Regions from separate parts of the Mus musculus genome. Here region 1 is linked to region 2. A link is a contact called in public promoter capture Hi-C data. All regions are on one chromosome and are shown on one strand. Each heading gives the region's core, a stretch centred on a gene start, on an enhancer-like site or on the middle of the called end of the contact. The rest is flanking DNA. Distances are from core to core; before and after follow the strand shown.

Region 1 (5,995 bases), core at 52-2,551, 190 kb before region 2:
CTGCTCAAAAGCTTTATTATGAGTTTTAGAAACACAACAGGAGGTAACAGAAAAGGTTTCCAATAAACTTTGCAATGCCTCTTTCCCAATGGATTCCCCCTCCCTCCTGGGAAAACAATAGAAAGCTCACAGACAAGCACAGTCGCGGCTCCCGTCCAACCAAGGCAGGATCTAAAGATACAAAATGTGCAGAAAGCATCTCTGCTTTGTAAAATTTTGAGTCCCTTCAAAGATTCTCTCACTAGTGGATGTGTGCCTTTGAGCAGCTGGGTCTCTGAGCCAAAATGTCTTCAAGTCCTGTTTGTGAGGGCTGGAAACACTAACACGCATGTGCATATACACAAACGCACACAGAAACACAACAAGCACATGAACTCAAACACATAGCTGGGGACCTATGGGTACACGGAGTGGTTTGGGGGGTTGGAATGTCTAAAGAAGACGTCAGACTGTGTCGGAGCTTCTCCCCGGGGCTCCACAAGCTCATTCCTGAAGCAGGCTGAAAGGAGACTGTAGAGAGGAACCAGAGAAAGAGAATGAAGGCTTAGGACTCAGGAATCCACATCCAATGAACACAGAAACACACCCATCTCCTACCTTCATGATCATAGTGCAGATGGAGCAGGGAATCGGAAAAGCCATTTATTTTTTAAAAATCCTTTCCTTTTAAAATCCTCCTCTAAAACCATCTAGAATGTTCTATTCTCAATTTATGTAAAAAAAAGATGCAAGGCAAAGCAAAGGGCAGCTAATCAGCAGACTACATCAGAATCATATTTTTCAAAATACACTTTCCCAGGTCCTGTCTAAGGGTTAGCTGGGGGCCCAGTCATCTCCATTTCTTAATACAAGGTGACTCACTTGAGGATTATGGTGACAGGCAGGTCCAGTGTTTAGTGTAGGGCTTGGCATGGGTATACTGGACTCAATTAATTGACAAAGGGAATGCAAAAACAAGAATAAACTTTGATCCTCTGTAAAAATGTCACATACCCAATTATTATACCTCATTACTGGTCTGTCTAGCCAAACTCTGAAGTCTGAAGAAATATGATCTTATCAGTGTTAGGGGCTGCGTCATCGTGCATCTGGAAAGAACTATTAATGAGCATTTTGAGTGTGCCCAGATTGAGGTGGTAAATACCTTAATCCTCTCAGTCACAAACTTGGCCTATAAATGCATATATCAAACTCATGAAAGCAACTTTTGCATAATTAAGAAATCAATTATGCCATGGGATGCCAAGAATAAGCCCTTTTATTTGGCTAAAGGTTATGCAACCTGGTGAACAGTTTGGGAACAGTTTCCCAGACTGGCTTTTTGAATCCTATTTGTTTAGTACCTTCAAAGGAACAAAGACATTTCCACACTCAAACTGCAGTGAGAATTGGTATCTTTATATGTATATAATGCCTGAACACACATCATGGGGGAAGCAAGTTATTCCTAAGAGAGCTTCGGCTTTCAGGTTTCTTTGCTTGAAAGTTTAAAGCTTGGATGGATTGTATCTGATAGTAAAGCCTCATACAATTGCCACATCACAATTGATCACAATTGATCACAATTGATCACATCAGTGTTCCAGTGAAGGCAGGATTATATACACCCTACGGGTTCAAACTTTCAGACCTAGAATCAAGGACAGTTCTACAAGGAGATATTCTCATTTGGAGAAATGACTTAATAGAATTTAATGAACCTTTGAGGTTCTTTGACATCACTGATTCAGAGCTAGTAAACCTCTGTCCTGAACATGTAATAATCCGGCTGTGGAGTTCAAAAGTAGCCCTGTGTCAACTCTAAAAATTCAGATTTTTATTATAGTTGTTGGCGTGAATGCCATGAGATTATCAGGCTGTTCGTTGCTGTTGTTTCCAAGTCTATAGAGCTAGAAAGTTCCAACAAACTTTATGAAAATGGGTGACCTTACAATCTAATTTAGAAGTACATTTTTGATTTATATCAGTTTGGATATCTGCACCTTTTACTCTCTCCTAAATTCATCAATAATCTTGAAAACACCATCTCCTTACATTCATGAGCCTGGCAAAGAGCTTTGGTTCTAAAGGTGTTCTACCCTTAGCTGCTGTGTGGGCTTGCTTGGTTTTCCCTGTCTTGAGTGAGAGGCTAGAAGCACTCTTGAAGATGCTTCTCAGACACAGCATCATCTGGCTTCTGTTACTATGGAGCTATGATCAAGACGTACTATAGAAGGGCATCTCAGGGTATCATGGGACATATTATAAGTTAATGGAATCTTATACCATAGTAAACAAAATGTAGTTTTCTAGAGAAAACTGACAGTTGTGCAAAAGACAGTCACACTGGCCCGAGGACAGAAGGGGCAAGAAGGGTGAATTACAGGGAAACACAAACAAAAATACAAATCATATGGGTCTTTAATCTAAAAAAAAAGGATTGATAAAACAGATGTCAAATAACTTCAGTGTACCATTAAGAATCCACGCCTGTGGAACAGCAAGGGAGTGGAATTTAGTAAATAATAATAATAATAGTAATTTGATTCAATTTACCCTTCCATCTGATTCCAGCTTTAATAAACATAACTGTCTATGGCTATACCTGTATGGACATATTAATGGAAGTATAATTTCTTCTTAAACAGTGTAAAGCCTGCATAAGTCTATAATGACTTGAATCATAGCAACTCGATTTAAACATCTTGCTTCCATATAGCCTATGATCATGAAGGTAACTATGAAGGATTATAAATAAATAAATAAACAAACAATCAAACGAACGAACGAACCCATGCATAAGTGCAAGGCAAGCAGAGAGAAAGCACAGTATGGGAGAATTAAAGCAGCAATTAGACTGAACATATTTTATTGCCACCCTGTAGGAAGCATATTGCCTTCCACCAATTTTCATTCTATTCTTAAAAAAAATTTTTTTGATTCCTTACCAGCATTAAATTGGTACTATATTTTAGAAAGGAAATCACGGACTATTATAGGCATTTTATAAGTTGATTTATTCTTCTCAAATGATTGCCAGGAAATTAGGTTTCCATGTTTTTTGTCTACTCATTCCTTCTCTCAGAGATTTGCATGAAAATAAAAGAGCTGAAAAAAGAAAACAATCTCAGCTCAAGTCTGTAGCAACTGGAGAACTTGTGTGGATTCATGTCAATCATCAGGGAGCCGTGTACATGTAATGGTATAACGGCACAATTGTACCAAACATCTGTATTTTGCTAAGATCTCATTTTGCGGTCTGTTAGCTTTCCATGCACAAGCTATCACAGCTGTGAGACAGCAACTCAAAGCCATGCACACGATTGTTTCAAATGAATACCCAGGAGCTATGCAACTACGTCCTCACAGTTCATCTTTAGCTACTCCTAGTGAGTTCCTAAAAATTTTCAGACCATTTTTTCTAGCATAACTTTAGCCATATATTTTCTTCTCAGGTGGAATAGATTGCTCCATAAAGAATAGATAATGATAATAAAATAACAACAACAACAACAACAAAAACAACAACTCCCTTTGGAGCAATTCAAGTCAATCAATCAACTACCTGTGGAAAACTTCTAACACAGAGATACAAGCTCTGTGTTTTCATCTACACAATGTATACCAACACAGATAGCATGAGCCCCTGACCAAACTTCAGCCAGTTTATTCATAAAGTCTGTAAAACAAAGATTATTTCCTTTCTCCTTTAATCTACCAACGCTTCCTTGAATGGCCTCATTGATCTATACAATCCTGAAACTTGCAAAGATTTCTTAATATCCCAAAGGGATTTTGGTTTGGAAGTCATCTTTTGATTCACACTACAGTAAGCCAGGAGCCATATAGTCTTCTAACCTCCATTTTAAAGGCAAGTATTTTAATGTGCTCTAACAAAGGACTTGCATCACTGCAAGCATTCTATCTAAGCAGAAATGCTTAGATCTCATAGGATGGGAGAGTTCTCCATTGAAGGCTACTGTCAGATATTGACTTCAGAACATTTTATATTCTCTCTAGAATATGCATATTAGCTTTCTGATGAGCCTAGCAAGGAGGAGTTTCATTTCAATGAACACTGGAAGATGAGCAACAGAGTTATCTGCAAGATTGGTTGGCAAGCTGTATAATGTGGCACATGGGCTTCCAATAGTTTTCCACTTTTCAACATGGAGATAGCGATCAGGACATGAGAAAAATGATATAAAATACAAGGTTCAAGTCTCCACAATAAGGTATTAATGTGACAGACACCCTTATTCATTTAGTATCTACTAGTGTTCTGATATAGTCATAAAACTGGTGAGTTGTAAGAGATCATCTGCACCAAGATGCCTTAAAATACGTAATTCTCACACTTCACAGGAAAATGAAGATGCTTATCAGTCCCTGGGCTAGACTGTTCTTTTCCATTAACCAGAAAAACCAAGTCCAGAGCTGAAGGCTCAGAACTAGCTCAACATAACACTTAATGGAATTAATACGTAATGGAATACTGCTGGTGTTATGTTGAAAGAATCAAAGTTTTTGAGGAGGAACAGAAATTTCTGTCTGAGGACAGAACTCCTCAATATCCACCCTCTTCCCGGCTCCCAGCCCAGTCTTCCATGTTTCAACTTTGTATTCCTTCAATCTATGAACTTCATATGAACTAAATCCATTCTCTGCGTGAATGTAGTAACAATTATTGATGTCAGATATACAAAAGAATCCCTAGGATCAGCATGAGAATTCTGTGTTTCCCAGGAAACACCCAATTCACTTTTTAGATCAGCCTTCAGTACAAATGGTAGCTTCCGGTTGTAAAACTTTTACCTTAGATGCGATAAGAAATTTGCTAGTCTAAAAGAGTCTTAAATGCTCAACAGCTTTGAGTTGAAAAGAGGGCATGCTCACTTCTGAATCTTCTGCCCCTCACTACTCAGAAGTTGCCTATGACTATTAGAGATGCACTCTTGCCTCCTTAGCAACATTGGTATTGATAAAAAATGAAGAGTTAAGAGCCCTTTTTACTATGCTTTTCAAAGCAGTAGACAATAATACCAGAAAATAGCCATTACTGGTCATTTATTTGCATTTCTATTTTAAAGATTACCTTCAGTCAAACCTTAAAATAAATTACCACTGTAACTTAAAGAAAATAACCTCTTTTCTCAGTCAAGGTAGTTTTTGATATCATTTCTTTTTAAGCTGAAGCGTGTTTGAAATTTCTCAAGTGGGCCAAAATTGTAGTATAGACATTTATCTACTGATACTCTCTGGCAACACCTGTACTAATGTACAATGTATTAAACTCCCAAGTGATCCTACTTAAGCACCAAAGGATACATATAAACAGAGCTCTGATTGGCCAATCTGCCATCCTTTCAGAAGAGACAGTCTCTTCTTGCTAGGTAAAAAACAATTAACATCATCAAAGCTTCAAGTAGGAAGGTAAAACTTAGCATATGAATAGATTGTATGCATATGCTAATAGGGTTGCAAAGCCTTTCCCATTCATTTGAAAGTGTATTACTGAAAGACAGTCTAGAGCAAAGGTGCTAAAACTTAGAAACTTGCTATTACTGGGTCCTGCACTGAGACCTCCTTCAAGGAACAGGGCTAGGTCTCAGAATCCTTGCCAACACACAAGGCGCCACCTTCTTGTAGGAAAACCTCCCTGAGCTTCTTTCTCTAAGGTGCTACCCCAAATGGGATTGTGTATATACTAGGAGATATGGGAGCCAATCCTCTGGGATGAGTGAAGGAGTTTGAAATAGACATCGTTAGAATAGAGCATTAGTAAGTATTAGTACAAGTCTAGGGTTCTTAATAGAACACAAATGAAACTTCCCCAGAGAAAGTTTACAAGACACACAAAAGGTGAAAACTTACCAAAAAAAAAAAAAAAAAAAAAAGGTGCCAAACCAGCCCATCTAAACTATTCCGGACTATATGTAGTCTCAAGGTATCTGCCATTAACCTACTGCTGATGAAGACAATCCCCCTTGTTCATGCCTTCTGAAAGGACAGTGAC
Region 2 (6,372 bases), core at 1,979-4,478:
CATAGCATGGAGTTAAAAGTATCAGCCTACCCTATCCTTAATACAACAATAACATCCAAAGTCGTCTTTGGGCTTCTCTCAAAGACAAGGTCAGCAAAGACAAGTGTAAGTATGTAGATGACTATGATTATGGAATGATTAAATTTGGTCTTTCTTAAAATAGATTTTGTAAACTGAGAACTACCAGCGTTGTCTGCTTAGAAAAAAATCAACTCACAGTATTCACCCATTGGACAGCAGAGAGAACAGTGCTGGGTTCCATGTGCTCATATACGGTTTTCTTTTTTTATTGAAGAAACATATTCATGCAATATATTTTGATCATATTTTCCCCTCTTCCAATTCCTCTCTCCCCAGTAATATTTCACTTCCTTATTGATTCTCTAAGAAGAAGTAATAGTAACCTGTGGGAAGCTAATCTATATAAAAGTTTAAATGCCTAAGGAGTCATTGAGTCATCAAATATGTAAGTTTGATAATCAGATGTCAATAATGATGACAATGGATAGTTTTTCTTTTCAGACAGGATCTCTTTAACTGGCCCAGAATTTGCAATCCTCCTGCCTCAGCCTCTTGAGCACTGGGAATACAAGCCATGAGCCACCATATTCTCATTCTCATGAACTTTTGTACGCATGCACCTTTCCAAAGGAGGGTTCGTATCCGCACTTCCATCTTTCTGGGCTGTTTTATGGTTACATTTTTATTGTAAGTGAGGAGACAGTTTAGGCTAAAGAAAATATTTTTTATCAATCTTCCAAGACCATGTTAAACCAGTCTCACAGCTCTGTACTTATTCTTGTGCCTTCTCCCAAGTTGGGAAGACTACTGAAATAAAGGCACTCTAAAATTTAAAATCATTTCAATTTATATATTATATATATATATTTATTTATAAATGTATATAATTTATAAATCATACACACACACACACGCACACACACGCACACACACACACACATACATACACATGTGTGTGTGTGATCCACCACCAGAAATGCCTGCAGATGGATGTGTATAGGAGGGAAGGAGCGCACTAGTCCATAAGCTAGGAATCTGTAATGCTGCTGTGAATCCAATGCAGTCCTCAGGAGAGGGCCAGGAGGAGACATGGTAAGGGCTGCTGCTGAGTCACAGCTGGGTTCTTAGAAATGTTGATTCTGAAGCTGGTGATTGCAGGAAGGTCTTTGAGATCTCAATACTTGGGCTTTATTGTCTGTCATTCCTGTCCCCAGCTCCAACTAAATTTCTTGTTTAGGTCATCTAAGAAGATAGGGTCCATTTGTTTTTTTCCTAAGACAGACACTTGTAGAGAAAACAACGGACGAATGAGTTAAGAAACCATTCACATTTCACATTTCAACCTGGGAGATATTAGCAATCTGGTTGGGTTGCTCTCCTTTGAATTTGTAGTCTGTCTTCTCTTTCTGTATTCTCCATTTCATGTATCTTTCCTCGTCTGTTTTTCCCACCAGAAACCTCACAGGAAGAGGAAGAGTCAGGCCAACAAGAGAGTGAATTATACTGGTGAAAATAAATAGCCTTTCACAATCCAAGGCAATGCTATGGTAACCTAGTCCTGCCCAGAGCCAGGGCTCAGATTCTAGTGTGAGCCTCCAGTAGGCACAGGTGGCAAGTGTCACTTTAACCCCTTTCTAACCATGCCGTTTTCCTAAGTCTTACAAAGTACCAAATTCCAGATTCAAATCTCATGCCGTTAAATTAACAACATCACAGTGCTTTGTATGGTGTGAATGTCTCCCATAACTTTACACGGGAAACGCTCTTCGGATTTCATTTACCAGTTTAAAAATAGCAAACTCTAATTTGAAACAGTCTCTTCCCCCGACAGAGGCACACTATTGTGAACTCTTGCTAATACTCCTTCTCAGTGCAAGGTAAATATTTTTCTACAAACACAAACAAAATTCAGTTTCATCACAGGTTTTAGGAAGTCATATTTGTCAAAAGATGATGTTTGTTTTGAAACAAATCAAAGAGAAAATATTCTTTAGAGCTAAAATGACAAGCCACAATCTGCTTCACATAACAATGGCTATTTAGTTTTAAGACAAAAATCAAAATTTCCAATGTTTATTTTGACTTGAAAATTGCCCAATAGATTATTATATCCCTGTCCAATGAAATTTCTTTTTCTTTGGTGGGTGGGACTGAGCATGGCACGTGGTACATTTTAAAATTTTTTAACATTTTAAAATGGTGTGACAATCTTAAGTAATATTTTAATTAATTCTTTGATAATCTCATCCCCCTCCTCCAACCTCCAACATCTCCCTGACCCTCCCACATCTTCTACCCGAGCTACATGCTCTCTCTCTCTCTCTCTCTCTCTCTCTCTCTCTCTCTCTCCCCCACTCTCTCTCCTTATAGAGTACAATAGTGTGACAAATTTAAAAACATGGATGTCTTCAAACTTTGTCACTTAGTAACTCAAGAAATAAAGTATAAGATAACTGTAGAAAAGATATCTACAAACCACTTTAAGTCCATACAAAGTCCAAAGTAGTATTATTATGCTCGCTAAACAAGGAGGGCTTCTTCAGTACACAGCAGAAACACTCAGAATACACCAGGCACACCAGTTCAGTTTTGACAGACGCCAGGTCAGATTTAAACTCACCGCTGGATGTAAGGGTCGGGGCAGTACTGTAGGGTGGCACACCGTGAAGTTTCAAAATTCATTTCCTTCAACTCTCTTTGATACCAACAGATGGGAAGCAATTCTATAAAATATACATATACACCTGAGAATATCTAGGTATGTAGCCAGGAGGCTGAAAGCAATAGGGTCAAATGCCATCAGACATAGAAGTTTAGACACTTCCCCCCTTTACTCAGATTTGCAAAGAGGCGGGGCGTTTCTTCCTTTCAGCCAATGAGAGTCTTCAAGTAACCAGAGCATCATAAACCGTCAATTCTTACCAGCTGGGCACCCCCTGTAAAGCTGTTCTTCCTCTCTGCCACAGTTTTAGAGCCCTTGACGTAGAGTGGCCACACTTGTTGGCAATTTGTAGGCATCTCTGAACTTCTGATCTTGCTTGGGATTGGGTGCTGGTATGAATGGCATCAGAGTTTAATCACAGAAGCCAGGACTTGTCACTGAGCTAATAAATGTCCCCCTTGCTCCAACTGAATAACATCTCCTTGTATCTGTATTCTGACTTGATTTGAGAGCTCCTGTCAGTTCTGCTGTGGCTACAATGTTTTGCAGAGACGCTTAGGAGACTTTTTTTTTTCTCGGCTTCTCCCTGCCCCACCCCCACCCCCTTCTGCCTCCCTTTCAGCCAACCGCCTGTTGTGGTCACAATCTCAAATAGCAAAGACAGGGAAATTCCTTGATTATATTTAACCTAGAACTCACTCTTCATTTCAACGAGAGAGAGAGAGAGAGAGAGAGAGAGAGAGAGAGAGAGAGAGAGAGAGAGAGAGAGAGAGAGAGAGAGAGAGAGAGAGAGAGAGAGATCATGTATATGTATTTAGAAATAGTTTCTGTCCCAAATAAAAGAAAATAGCCTGCAGTGATTTTTTTTAACCATACAGATATAAGTAATAGGATTTTTATGTGATATAAAAATAGGAGTTAATATTCTTTTACAATGTTTCCTAATTGTTTTATTGTTTTCATATTTATTTAGAATTATTTTAGATGGCCTGTCAATGGGGAAAAATAAAGTTTATTTCAAACTCTTATCATTCTGTCTCATTCTATTATGCCTCACTTTTAACTTTTTTTAGTCTCCTTCTACCTACTTTACTATAAAATCTGACATTCTTTATATTGTAAAGAATTATATATTATCAGGCAAAGTCTCCATGATAATGAATTTGTTTCCTTTCTGAATGTAGGCTGTAAACCAATCCTGGTTCTGTGGATTTAGAAATTGAATGAAATATGATTCAGAAGCTAAATTAGAATAGAGTCCAAGAGGGAACTAGAGCTGTGTGCCCAAGTGTCACTGACATGTTACGTACATATCTCCATTCATGCCACAGCCATAGACACCTGCAAACTAGTGACATCAGAAAATGTCAAAGTTGTGAGACAAGCTGAAGAGAAATCTGACATTTTCCTGTAAGAAATTCTGCTTCAAAATGTGTTCATAAAGATGTTTTATTTGTTGTTCCAGCCAGGGAGAAGCTATTTAAAACTTGACATTCTCTTTCTTAACTCAGACTGAGCGTGTCTAACATCTGTGAATTGTGAAACTCACACACATGCCGGCCTGCGCTCCAGCCAAATCTGACAGCTTGCTCTAAAAAAAAATGTTAAACTTGAGCAAAGATCGTTTCACTAATTAATTATAGATTTGCTCATTGGAATCAAGTGTTTGGCTTTCTTCCTCTGAGCAAATACAGATGACCTGATTATAAAGTTCTTAAATTGAGAATAATCAATTTCCTATGGCCATGGACTTGGGGGAGTTTCATCACACAGGGCCTGTCTACTCTTAGTTGTGAGATGAATCTCTGAAGGCATAGAAAGAATGATCTCCTAGCCAAAGGCAGCTTAAGCTGTCCCCCAGAACACAAGAATGGGAGGGGGTAATAGAGTTAATGCCAAAGCACATGTTTAGTGTGGAAAAGGCCCTGCCCTGCGTTCAGTCCTCAATCGTGAAAAATTAAGAAAGACTAGGACTAGGATTTCTAGTGGAGACTGTCTTAAATTTTAATAAACCCGCGAGTCACTTGAAATTCTTGTCCATGCAAAATCTGGTTGGTTATTTCCAGGGTGGGGTTTGAGATTCCATTTCTAACCCTGGGATGACTCTGCCAGGATGGCTGGCCCAAGTACCAGATCTGAAGTGGTAAGTTCTGAGCTCACCTTTCGCCTTGTATTTATAATTAAGTGCTTGCTGAAAAGAAGAAAGAACTTGTCAAAGTAATTTATATCATGGTTCAACGTCATGGACTTCCACATAACCAGTCTTCAAGTACTCTTCATACATATTTTCACTTACAAGTTTTAGAATTTAATTTAAAAGGTTTAAGTTTAAAATAATTTAGAGCATATGCCATTATATCAGCAGTTGTTATAGAAAATTATATATATATATATACACATATATATAGTACAGAAGGCAGATTATTAGGTGGCAATAGATTAATTATGAATGATATTGGTTCCCACTACTTAGTTAATAAACAGAGTTAACTTGACTTAAAGGAGAAAAGCAAGCTCCTCAGGATGACAAACACATTAGAGCACATGAGCATCCATGACCTGGGAAAATGAATGGCGACGACTATACCTTTCCAACCTACACATCTAAAGGATGCTTGTGAACACACTTGCATTGTAGGAAGCAGGAAGTAGGACAACAGAGAAACAATAATGTTTAGTATGTAGAGCTCTTGGCATAATGTCCCAGGAAGAAATATGCCTTCCTTCTCCACTTCGAGCAGTCAACATGCTTAGCCTAACTCAAGTATTCAGCACAGAAATTCTCCCTGAAATCTGCAACATGCATCACACAACTGCTATCATTTATGCACTTTCTGGTCTAGGCTGCAAACTTTTATCATTATTTTCCTGCTTTGGATAGGAAAATAATTCTACCATTCAAGGAGAGAACAGGAAGTGTAGGGTGATGTAAAACAGATGTTACTATGAACAGTTCATGACCTGTGTGTTCCTCCAGCCATTACAGTTTGTGACTTTGGTCACTATTTATCAGAGAAGCTGAGTTCAGGGCAACTGGACCATAGGCCCCATCTTGTCTGGCTCAATATGGCTTATACCACTCCCGACTATTCAAACCAAAATGGAACCTTCTAGAATATAAGGTAGTAAATGTACCAAATATTGCACACTAAAAAGGAATAGTTGAATTTAACATTCTTCAGCACTGAACTCATTTTGACTACAATCTCTATTCATCAAGGATGAAACTGAAGTTTGCCTTGGAAGAGGGTCGTACTATCAGTATACATCAATTCTGGCTCTACTTTTATTCTACCTAGATGTCAGACTGTAATAATTATAAGAAGTATAGAGCAAAAGGTGCTGACATCTAGGTAGGGTGAAGGGAGAACTAGAATTCATGTACTGGTAGTGAGGGAGTGATAGTTTCCTGAAGAAGCATATACATTGCAGACTTAGCTATGGTCTCTTGATCTGACCTTGAGCTTCTTGCAGGCCTTGCAATCCATCACATGGAAACATTTATAGCTAAACTAATGACCAGAGTCTATTCAGAAGAGAAAAAAAAAGGGGTTCAGGGGTTTGTCCCAATGAATGGGGGAGTTTTGATTCAGGAGCATGTAAGGAAACACAGAAGCTAGTTAGGCAGGGACAAGGTTGGCAGGTTCCCTAACAGACAAACCTGATACCCTCGAAGTCACACCCAGTGT

What was found. Promoter capture Hi-C pulls out the DNA fragments that hold promoters and counts their contacts.
Region 1: a contact with region 2 is called in a promoter capture Hi-C map of liver, with 2.4 times the contacts expected there. The contact joins the enhancer-like site here to the promoter of Trp63 in region 2. A contact is called at or near these places in 2 of 39 promoter capture datasets (hippocampal neurons and liver), 1 of 484 Hi-C or Micro-C datasets (nephron progenitors) and 2 of 9 other capture datasets (adipose tissue and embryonic stem cells).

The regions. Positions count from the first base shown.
Region 1 is chr16:25,871,142-25,877,136 of GRCm38.p6, reverse strand. All of the region lies in intron 10 of Trp63 (transformation related protein 63), which reads right to left. Among named protein-coding and RNA genes, the nearest start is that of Gm24928, 170 kb to the right of the region's middle. Within about 2 kb of position 1,301, at least 4 of the 459 cell types and tissues checked have an H3K27ac peak or open chromatin away from gene starts, as enhancers often do. A contact at or near this core is called in liver, where this site is marked.
Region 2 is chr16:25,680,621-25,686,992 of GRCm38.p6, reverse strand. Trp63 (transformation related protein 63) reads right to left here and starts at 3,228. Exons shown (of 14, transcript NM_001127259.1): 1 at 2,642-3,228. The coding sequence starts at 2,703.